3 separate regions of the Mus musculus genome follow, and all the other regions are linked to region 3. Evidence: chromatin contacts called from public Hi-C data. All regions are on one chromosome and are shown on one strand. The core of a region is the stretch at or near the end of the contact, and the rest is flanking DNA. Distances in the headings are between cores, read along the strand shown.

Evidence for each region. A called contact is a pair of places that touch in the nucleus more often than the background predicts.
Region 1: a Hi-C map of cerebellar granule neurons shows a contact between it and region 3, with 2.9 times the contacts expected there. The contact joins two enhancer-like sites. A contact is called at or near these places in 2 of 484 Hi-C or Micro-C datasets (brain and cerebellar granule neurons).
Region 2: a Hi-C map of cerebellum shows a contact between it and region 3, with 2.4 times the contacts expected there. The contact joins two enhancer-like sites. A contact is called at or near these places in 4 of 484 Hi-C or Micro-C datasets (cerebellar granule neurons and cerebellum).

The regions. Positions count from the first base shown.
Region 1 is chr11:42,305,018-42,307,717 of GRCm38.p6, reverse strand. It overlaps Gabra6 (gamma-aminobutyric acid (GABA) A receptor, subunit alpha 6), which reads left to right. Exons shown (of 9, transcript NM_001099641.2): 9 at 183-1,281. The coding sequence ends at 458. Among named protein-coding and RNA genes, the nearest start is that of Gabra6, 15 kb to the left of the region's middle. Within about 2 kb of position 1,402, at least 1 of the 459 cell types and tissues checked has an H3K27ac peak or open chromatin away from gene starts, as enhancers often do. A contact at or near this core is called in cerebellar granule neurons, where this site is marked.
Region 2 is chr11:43,254,032-43,256,731 of GRCm38.p6, reverse strand. It overlaps Atp10b (ATPase, class V, type 10B), which reads right to left. Exons shown (of 23, transcript NM_176999.3): 22 at 2,369-2,556. Among named protein-coding and RNA genes, the nearest start is that of Gm12146, 31 kb to the right of the region's middle. Within about 2 kb of position 1,286, at least 2 of the 459 cell types and tissues checked have an H3K27ac peak or open chromatin away from gene starts, as enhancers often do. A contact at or near this core is called in cerebellum, where this site is marked.
Region 3 is chr11:42,753,714-42,756,413 of GRCm38.p6, reverse strand. No RefSeq gene overlaps it. Among named protein-coding and RNA genes, the nearest start is that of Gm34644, 120 kb to the left of the region's middle. Within about 2 kb of position 1,308, at least 8 of the 459 cell types and tissues checked have an H3K27ac peak or open chromatin away from gene starts, as enhancers often do. A contact at or near this core is called in cerebellar granule neurons and cerebellum, where this site is marked.

The DNA of each region.
Region 1 (2,700 bases), core at 153-2,652, 450 kb after region 3:
AAAGTTAAAGCTTTGCTGTAACTTTTAGGAAAATGACAATATAACATACTATTGTGAATTTGTTGATGATTTGCCATACAGAGTTAATACATATGTGTCAGTGGAAAGTCATGCCTCTGGAGACAAAGACAGGGCATCTTTTTTAGTTTGCTATGTTGATGATTGTTACTTCTCTTTCTTAGCATTCTGACTCCAAGTACCATCTGAAGAAGAGAATCAGCTCTCTGACTTTGCCCATCGTTCCATCTTCTGAGGCCAGCAAAGCCCTCAGTAGAACGCCCATCTTAAAATCGACGCCTGTCTCTCCCCCATTGCTCTTACCAGCCACTGGGGGCACCAGCAAAATAGATCAGTATTCTCGAATTCTCTTCCCAGTAGCTTTTGCAGGATTCAACCTTGTGTACTGGATAGTTTACCTTTCCAAAGATACAATGGAAGTGAGCAGTACTGTTGAGTAGTTTGTAACCAGAAAAATCTGGATACTGTAGTTTGTCATTTTCCATTTTCCTCACTGACAGAACACAAATTATTGAGGTTAGTAGACATAGTCTCATTTCAGATACGACTTGAAAATTGAATGTCTGCATTTCATAATATGGAATAGGTATGTATGGGCTAAAAACAATAGTGGTACTCTTCAAAATTAAATTTAAAATAAAATTTAGAAGGCTACTGAAAATACAAATTTTCTGTAAATAATATTAATAATAGTAATAATAATAATAATGTGAATAAGGTAGATTCAAAATGAGTTTGCCAACCTTTGTCTTCATATTCAATATCTTAATTGTCACTGTGAATAATATTTTCCACATAGCAGATAAATTCAGACATACTGACCCTTCTAAAGCTTGCCTTAAATTTATTTATTTTGTCTTAATTTCTACTCTAAATATTTATTGGTATGTTTATACAGCATGCTGGTGGCCTTTACAATTTTACAAGAACTTTCAGTGGCATTGGACTGCTTATATTTAGTTTAGACATTTCTTTTTAACCTTGCTGTGTTCTTTTACCTCAATAAAATGTGGCATTATATAAAAATAAATAATACATAGTTTATAAATTATGTATGCATATGTACATAGCTTTAGTTATGCTGCAATACTGTTGCTATTTCCCACTAAATTCACATTTAAAAAGAAGATGCTTGCTAACACCAGGAGGTTCTAGCAAGGTCACTTGGTGGACTATACTATGACTGTATATTCTGATTATGGCTACCATCATATGCTACACTTTCCTAAATATAATGCTAAATAAAACCACAACAGGCCTGCATCTCTGGTTTTGATTCATTAACATGGGAGGATAAGTTTTCTTGGGTACCAAGACATGAACTGGCTTCCTCTTCCCCAGTGTCACTAACAGCCTTTCTGAGACACAGAAGGTGAGACAGCCCAGCACAGTCAGAGGCTGAGAAGATTTGAATCACAGTCAAATAATTGCTGCTTCCTTTTGCTTCTCTAATATCAACACTGAAATCTGGCTGGCAGTTCTCATCTCCCTATTTCCCCAGTACTTGATGATTCCTCAGTGTTTCTCTTGTATAAAGTTACTCTAGGGAAAGAAAAATCAGGCATAAGAGAAGGCAGACCATGCAGTCCGTTCAAATGGACTGAATCTCAGAATCCATTTACACATCAAAAAATACTTTTGTATAAATAATTTTGTCCCTATCCATGAAAATACCCACCTACTACAAATAAACAATTTCAATTTTATTTAAAATATCTTTCTACTAAAGGTGAAAGAGATAAGCTTTCTGTCAAACTTATCTATTGTTTTGATTTTCAATCAAGTGTCTTTAAACTCTGTAGACTATTTTTACTTATAGAATAGGATTTCTTAGATACATTGTTCTAAAGATCATTTTAATAGTGAAAAATATGCTATTTCCTTAACTCTATATAACAAAGATGGTATAATTACACAGAAATCCATTTATGTTTTAGGGAGTATGTTAAGTAATTAAAAGCCAAGTAGATCTCTATCTTCATCTAAGCTAGGCAATATTGAGTCTTCATCTCAACTATGTCAAGCATATTCTGTTATTTTCTCCATTTAAAGATGAAAAACCAAGGCAGCAATGGAAGAGCCCTTGGTTATGTAATGCCATGTGATCATCTGTGAAAACATATACATACAAGTAATAATATGTGGAGTGAGCAGATTATAATTATATATTTATGAATCTATTTTTACATTCATATATATGAAGCAATATGTTTAAAACTAGATGCCAAGACTTTTAAACAGAATAAGAAAGGATACAGTGGGGATAATTGCAGATAGGAAAGGGAAGGGTATATTTTCCCTTAAAATATATATTTCTATATCTCTGTATCTATCTATCTATCTGTCTATCTGTCTGTCTATCTATCTATCTATCTATCTATCTATCTATCTATCCATATATCTATATTCATATATCTATATCCATATATCGATATCCATATATCTATATCTACCTTCTAACTATCTATATCTATCTCTATATCGAGAGAGAGAGAGAGAGAGAGAGAGAGAGAGAGAGAGAGAGAGAGAGAGAGAGAACTAAGGCATTCAGTACATGGAAAATGTTTAAAACACAACCCATTAATGTACTACAGCTATAAATCATTCCTGAGCACTGGTATTGAACCCTAGCTAATTCACACCTTAATCATAACCTCAATCCCACCTATCTCCATCTAATAA
Region 2 (2,700 bases), core at 37-2,536, 500 kb before region 3:
CTCAAGAGGAGACAAATTGTATAATTTGGGATGTCAGGGAAGTAGCCTGTTTATGATGGCAGCTGTAGAAATGAAAATTGCAGATGTATCTGAGAAAGATACCGCAGGTAGAAAGGTTGACTTGTTGCTGTGTATGGTTATGCAGCCCCAAGGGATGCCAAGGATAATTGCTAGAGGACAATCTGGGCCCTGGCATTTGCTGAAGGGAACTCTAAAGAGGCTGGCTTTGGAGGGTGAACCTCGAGGAAAGTCATAGGTGCTCTCTGTTTTTGTTAGACTGTGTGCAGTTGATGAATGAGTTAAAGAAATGCAACTGGAATCAATGAGAGGCCCGTGTTGGAGGCATCTGCGAAATATTTTTCAGTTCAGAACAGTGGTTTTTGTATGTATGGAACAAGTATAAAACTAGGAGACCAGAGAGCCTGGGATGAAGGCTTGCCACTCACTGTATCTAGGCTGTGAGTTGTAAAGGAAAGAAAGAGAAGTTGGAAGACATTCCAAGCATAGGCCATGTCGAGTCAGCTCTGCAGCCTACCTGACCTATTTTCTAGGTCAGAATTCTTTCTTTTTTTTTTTTGAGAGTATATAATTTCCTGTCTCCTTCCTCCCTCACACCATCCCATATAATCTTCCTTGTTCTCTTTCAAGTTCATGGCCTCATTTTTTATATACACAAAGACACACACACACACACACACACACACACACACACACACACATCCCTAAATACATAAATACAACTTGCAAAAAAAAAAAAGTCAAGGGCAGAGGGCCCAATTAAAAGGATTAAGAGGATATATTAGGGTTTAAGCTTGGTATGTTATTTTGCTTTTAAATCTGTAATAGTTTGTATACATCTATGCTCTAGTTGAAGGGAATTTGTCATGTTCTTTTGACCTGGGTGGGTTACCTAGCCTAAGGTTAGTGGCCTATTATTACAAGATTGGTGAGGAAGACCAATCCCCATTATGAGTAATATGACTTTCAACTGCAAGCCAGGAACAGTTTTCTACAGCAAACATTCTGTCATGTGGGTTTATATAAACAAACAAGGATCATGCCAAACTTGAAAGTCAGCAGTGCTTATAACTATTAAAATAATCCCTTCATTATCAGAAGAAATCCCTTTGACCTTAGTAAATAGAATTAAATGCGAATTCAATGTTGTGGTGCTAATATGAGCAAAGCTTTGGCCTGTATACCATGGTCGGTAGCAAGTACATACTTGCTAACATTTCCCTAAGTCATCCCTCATCTGTTCAGCAAGCCATCACCCTGATGCCCATCTGTTCTCTCCATGTGTGTCAACAGTCCGTGCACATGTTTCAATGGCCTTTCTTAAGCTGCTGCTGCAGCCTAGTAAGACTCTGGCTCTAATCATTTTTCCAATGAAGAACACTGGGCTAATGAATTTCTTCCTAGCTTTGAGGCTATACAGTACGTATCCAACATGAATGCCACAGAGAACCACCATTACTGCTGATATTTTCTTTGAAGACGTGAAAGCAGAAGTTTTTAGGTGGGAAGCCTCAGGAAATGCTTTGTGAATATGAATGATTTATCAGGAAGACAGAGCCTTTAAAAACGTGACACACGTGCTTTAAACTTAAGCGATGATAAAAATTGGCTACTTCATGAAAAAAATTAAAATTTCTGAGAGAAATCTGAAGTTCTGATTCATAGTTCTTCCCTGGAATGACAGGAAGTTCGTTGCCTCCTTGTGTGCATTGCATGTGGCTTACTGTTCTGCTGCCTTTCCTCCAGGCACTGAAGTGCAAGACTCCCCCACTAATAGAAAAAGATTAGAGAGCTTGAAAGAAATGCTCCCTTACCACAAAACAGAATTTATAAGCCAGGGAGGTAAAATGATCACTCCTACATTCCATATGTCACAGCGGAGGCCATTTTGCTTCTCTATGACTGACCTGGGAACTGAGTCCATGTTATTTACCCTCTGGCTTATTGTTCCTTTATCCTAGCACCTCGCCTCTGCACAACAATCTCAAGGCCCCAGTCACCTTGACTGATTTAGAAGCTTTATGGAAACACACATCTGGGTAGATCTCTGTGTGTGTTTCTAGAAAGGTTTAGCAGAGGAGGAAAGAGACACCTTTACTGTGGGCTGGGGGTTCTGGGCTGTGCAGAGGAAGTAAGCTGAGAACCAATAGTCCTGTCTCTCCACTTTCTGAGCATGGGAGCCATGTGACAGGCTCCATGATAGACAATTGTCAAACTGTGAGCTGAAAAAAAAGCCCTCTATCCTTAAGTTGATCTTGCTAGGAATTTCTTCACAAAATCTAATACATTTGCAGTATATGAACTTAGGGGAGACTGGGGATTTTAAAGGACATTGCCCAAGAGCTCAAACCTTGGTAGAAGAGCCACAACCGGAGTGAGGAGGCAGATGAGGTAGAACGTGGGGTCTGAGAGCTGCCTTTCCATCACCCAGTAGGGATTGGTGGGGCTGTTGCAGGTGACACAAGTGGCGTTGTATATTAGGGAAACCACGAAGTACATCAAGAAGCTTCCCAGGAGGACAAGGCCATGGAGGACAGTCTGTGGAGGGGACAAAGAAGATGCTGTTGGAGGTTATAAAGTTAGATTGTGGAGCAGCAAAATGCACACCGCTTAGTTAACCTTTGTTTTAAACCATTTTCAAGAGCATACACATATCAAGCATTCACAAAATGAGCAGATACT
Region 3 (2,700 bases), core at 59-2,558:
AATCGTATTTTGGGCATTAAGAGAATAACTCTATAAGCTCTAGGTCCATTGTATATGAGACATGGAAGCATGATAAAATGCCAGGAAAGGATGGTCAATGCATAGGGTGAGAGAGAATGTGAAGGGAGTTATCATAAGGTCATAGACGCTATTTCATGTCATTTTTATTTTAAAGTGAAGATTTTGATATGCCGCCCACCTGTAATCTCTGTTCTTTAATTTTCAGACAGAATTGATCTATATCAATTCATAGTCTGAGGCTTACTCTAGATTCTCATCAATGGCTCATGCACGTTCCGTTTTGATTGATCATTTTGTCAATTTAAAATAGAATAGCACTCTTGAGTCACGACCTATATTGTGAGACCTGTGACACAATAACAGCCTTCATTTGTTTATGATGTTTTCCTTAGCAAATACATCCCATACTCCTGTATAATTTTTCAGTTTAAACATCATATCAATTCAGAGTTTATTTGTTTTTTCTTTGGTTTATTATTTATATTCTATTCTCCTGTCTCAGTCTCTCAAATTCTATATGTTAACATAGTTGGTACTTTCTAAATTCTTCAACAGTAATTTTTGTTTGTTTGTGTTCTCGCTGCTTTGGGGGAAGTCTGGAGGGAAATAGCTCTGTAGGAGAGTAAGAGTATTTAAATTCCACCAGGAGAATGGTTCTCAAATTTTGATCATTCCCTCATAAAAGGCCAGTTAGCCTGTGTTCCTCAAGGCAGAACACTACAAGCATTTGGCTCACTGCCTGGTGGCAGGGAAATGTGTTCTCCGTGGAGACTCTGCTGTCATCCAGGGAAGCATACGTGGGTCTCACTGTGAGATGAGATCACTCACGTTCACTGAGGTATGCAGTCTCCAAGGGCTAGCATCAAGTAGGAGGGATGCTACATTTCTTCAAGTGGCTATTCATTCCCATTTTACTCCAACAAAAAGCTCTAAATTGGGAGCATGAAGAGAAATAAGAGGTTTAAGCAGTACCCACCTTCACTTATCAGTAATCCATATATGACTCTTCATAGAACACCTGTCACAGGTTCAGAAATAACTAAGATGGAGCTGATATAGGCAACACTACTGCAGGAAAGTGTAATGGAAATGGAGAGTAGACAAGCACATAAGACCAAGGAAGTAACAGAAAGAAACATGAGAGGAGAATTCAATGTAGCTTAAAGCAGTACAAATGCTCCCCAAACAAGACGACACAGGGAGATAGGGCTCAGAGTGAGAGGGCAGTGACCAAACGTAGGAATTCGCTCCTTGCTTGCCAGTTACCAGGGAGATTGCTGAGGGCTTCCAAGCTGCAGGCCCATCTGTCTTCTTCAATTCTAGGGCAAACCTCATTAGGATAAGGCAGCACCCTGTGTCTCCATCCTGCCCTCTGGGACCTCAGATCCCCATCTGGCAAGCTAAAGGAACAAGCATGTTTGCTCTGCCACAGGGCTTAGATTCTCTAGCTGTTTTTTTTTTTTTTCTTTTTCTGATAAAGAAAAAATGTGTTTTTTTTTTTTAATCTACTATTTGTTAACTTTTATTTGGTATTCCATGCTATGTTCTTCCTGCCTTAGGAGCTACACTAAACCCATTTCAGTGTGCTTGCTGAAAAAGCTAATAACTTCATTCTGCTGTAATTAAACTCTGAAAGGCAAATTCTTTTTCTTCATCATCTAACCTGGCAGGAGATCAAAACCATTCACCAGTCTTGAAGTCATTCTTTGGATACAGGATTGCCACTATGGGGCAGGGTTGTTCTGAAGGCTAATCGGACAGAGCTTGACAAGGAATTCTTCCCCCCCGCCCCCCGGGAGGAAATACATCAGAAGAGTATTACAAATCCAGAAATTATCTTTCCAGAGAAGAAAACATGCTATACAAAGACCCTAAGTCAATACAGTTTCTCATGTTGTGGTGACCCCCAATCATAAAATTATTTAATTTCTACTTCCTAACTATACTTTTGCTACTGTCATAAATCATAATGTAAATATCTGATATTCAGAATATCTTATATGCAACCAGCAAAGGGGTTTAAAAACACTGTCCTAGGTGAGGCCTGAGAATCATAACCTAAGTGTATTCAAGAAACATCCATGAGCATAAGGAGAGTTCACACCAGAACACCTGAAAGATCTCCAAGTGATGCATTCTCAGCTGAAGCATGGGAATTGTTTTAATTAAAGATCTGAAGATATAACTCTTTTCTTCTACTTCATCCATTCATTTATTCACTAAGTATGTATTGAGTGGTTACCCAATGCAAAGCTGTGATAGGCACTGGGGATATCACCTAAAACACTTCTTTTCTATGTCCTCACAGAGTTTGTACTTTATGATTGAGATTGCATTCTGAGAGGAGACACTGCCAAATACTCTTTTAGTATTAAGATTTGACACTTCTCAGGTACTTTCTCTAGCTCCTCCATTGGGAGCCCTGTGATCCATCCAATAGCTGACTGTGAGCATCCACTTCTGTGTTTGCTAGGCCCCTGCATAGTCTCACAAGAGACAGCTATATCTGGATCCTTTCAGCAAAATCTTGCTAGTGTATGCAATGGTGTCAGCGTTTGGAAGCTGATTATGGGGTGGATCCCTGGATATGGTAGTCTCTAAATGGTCCATCCTTTCGTCACAGCTCCAAACTTTGTCTCTGTAACTCCTTCCATGGGTGTTTTGTTCCCAATTCTAAGA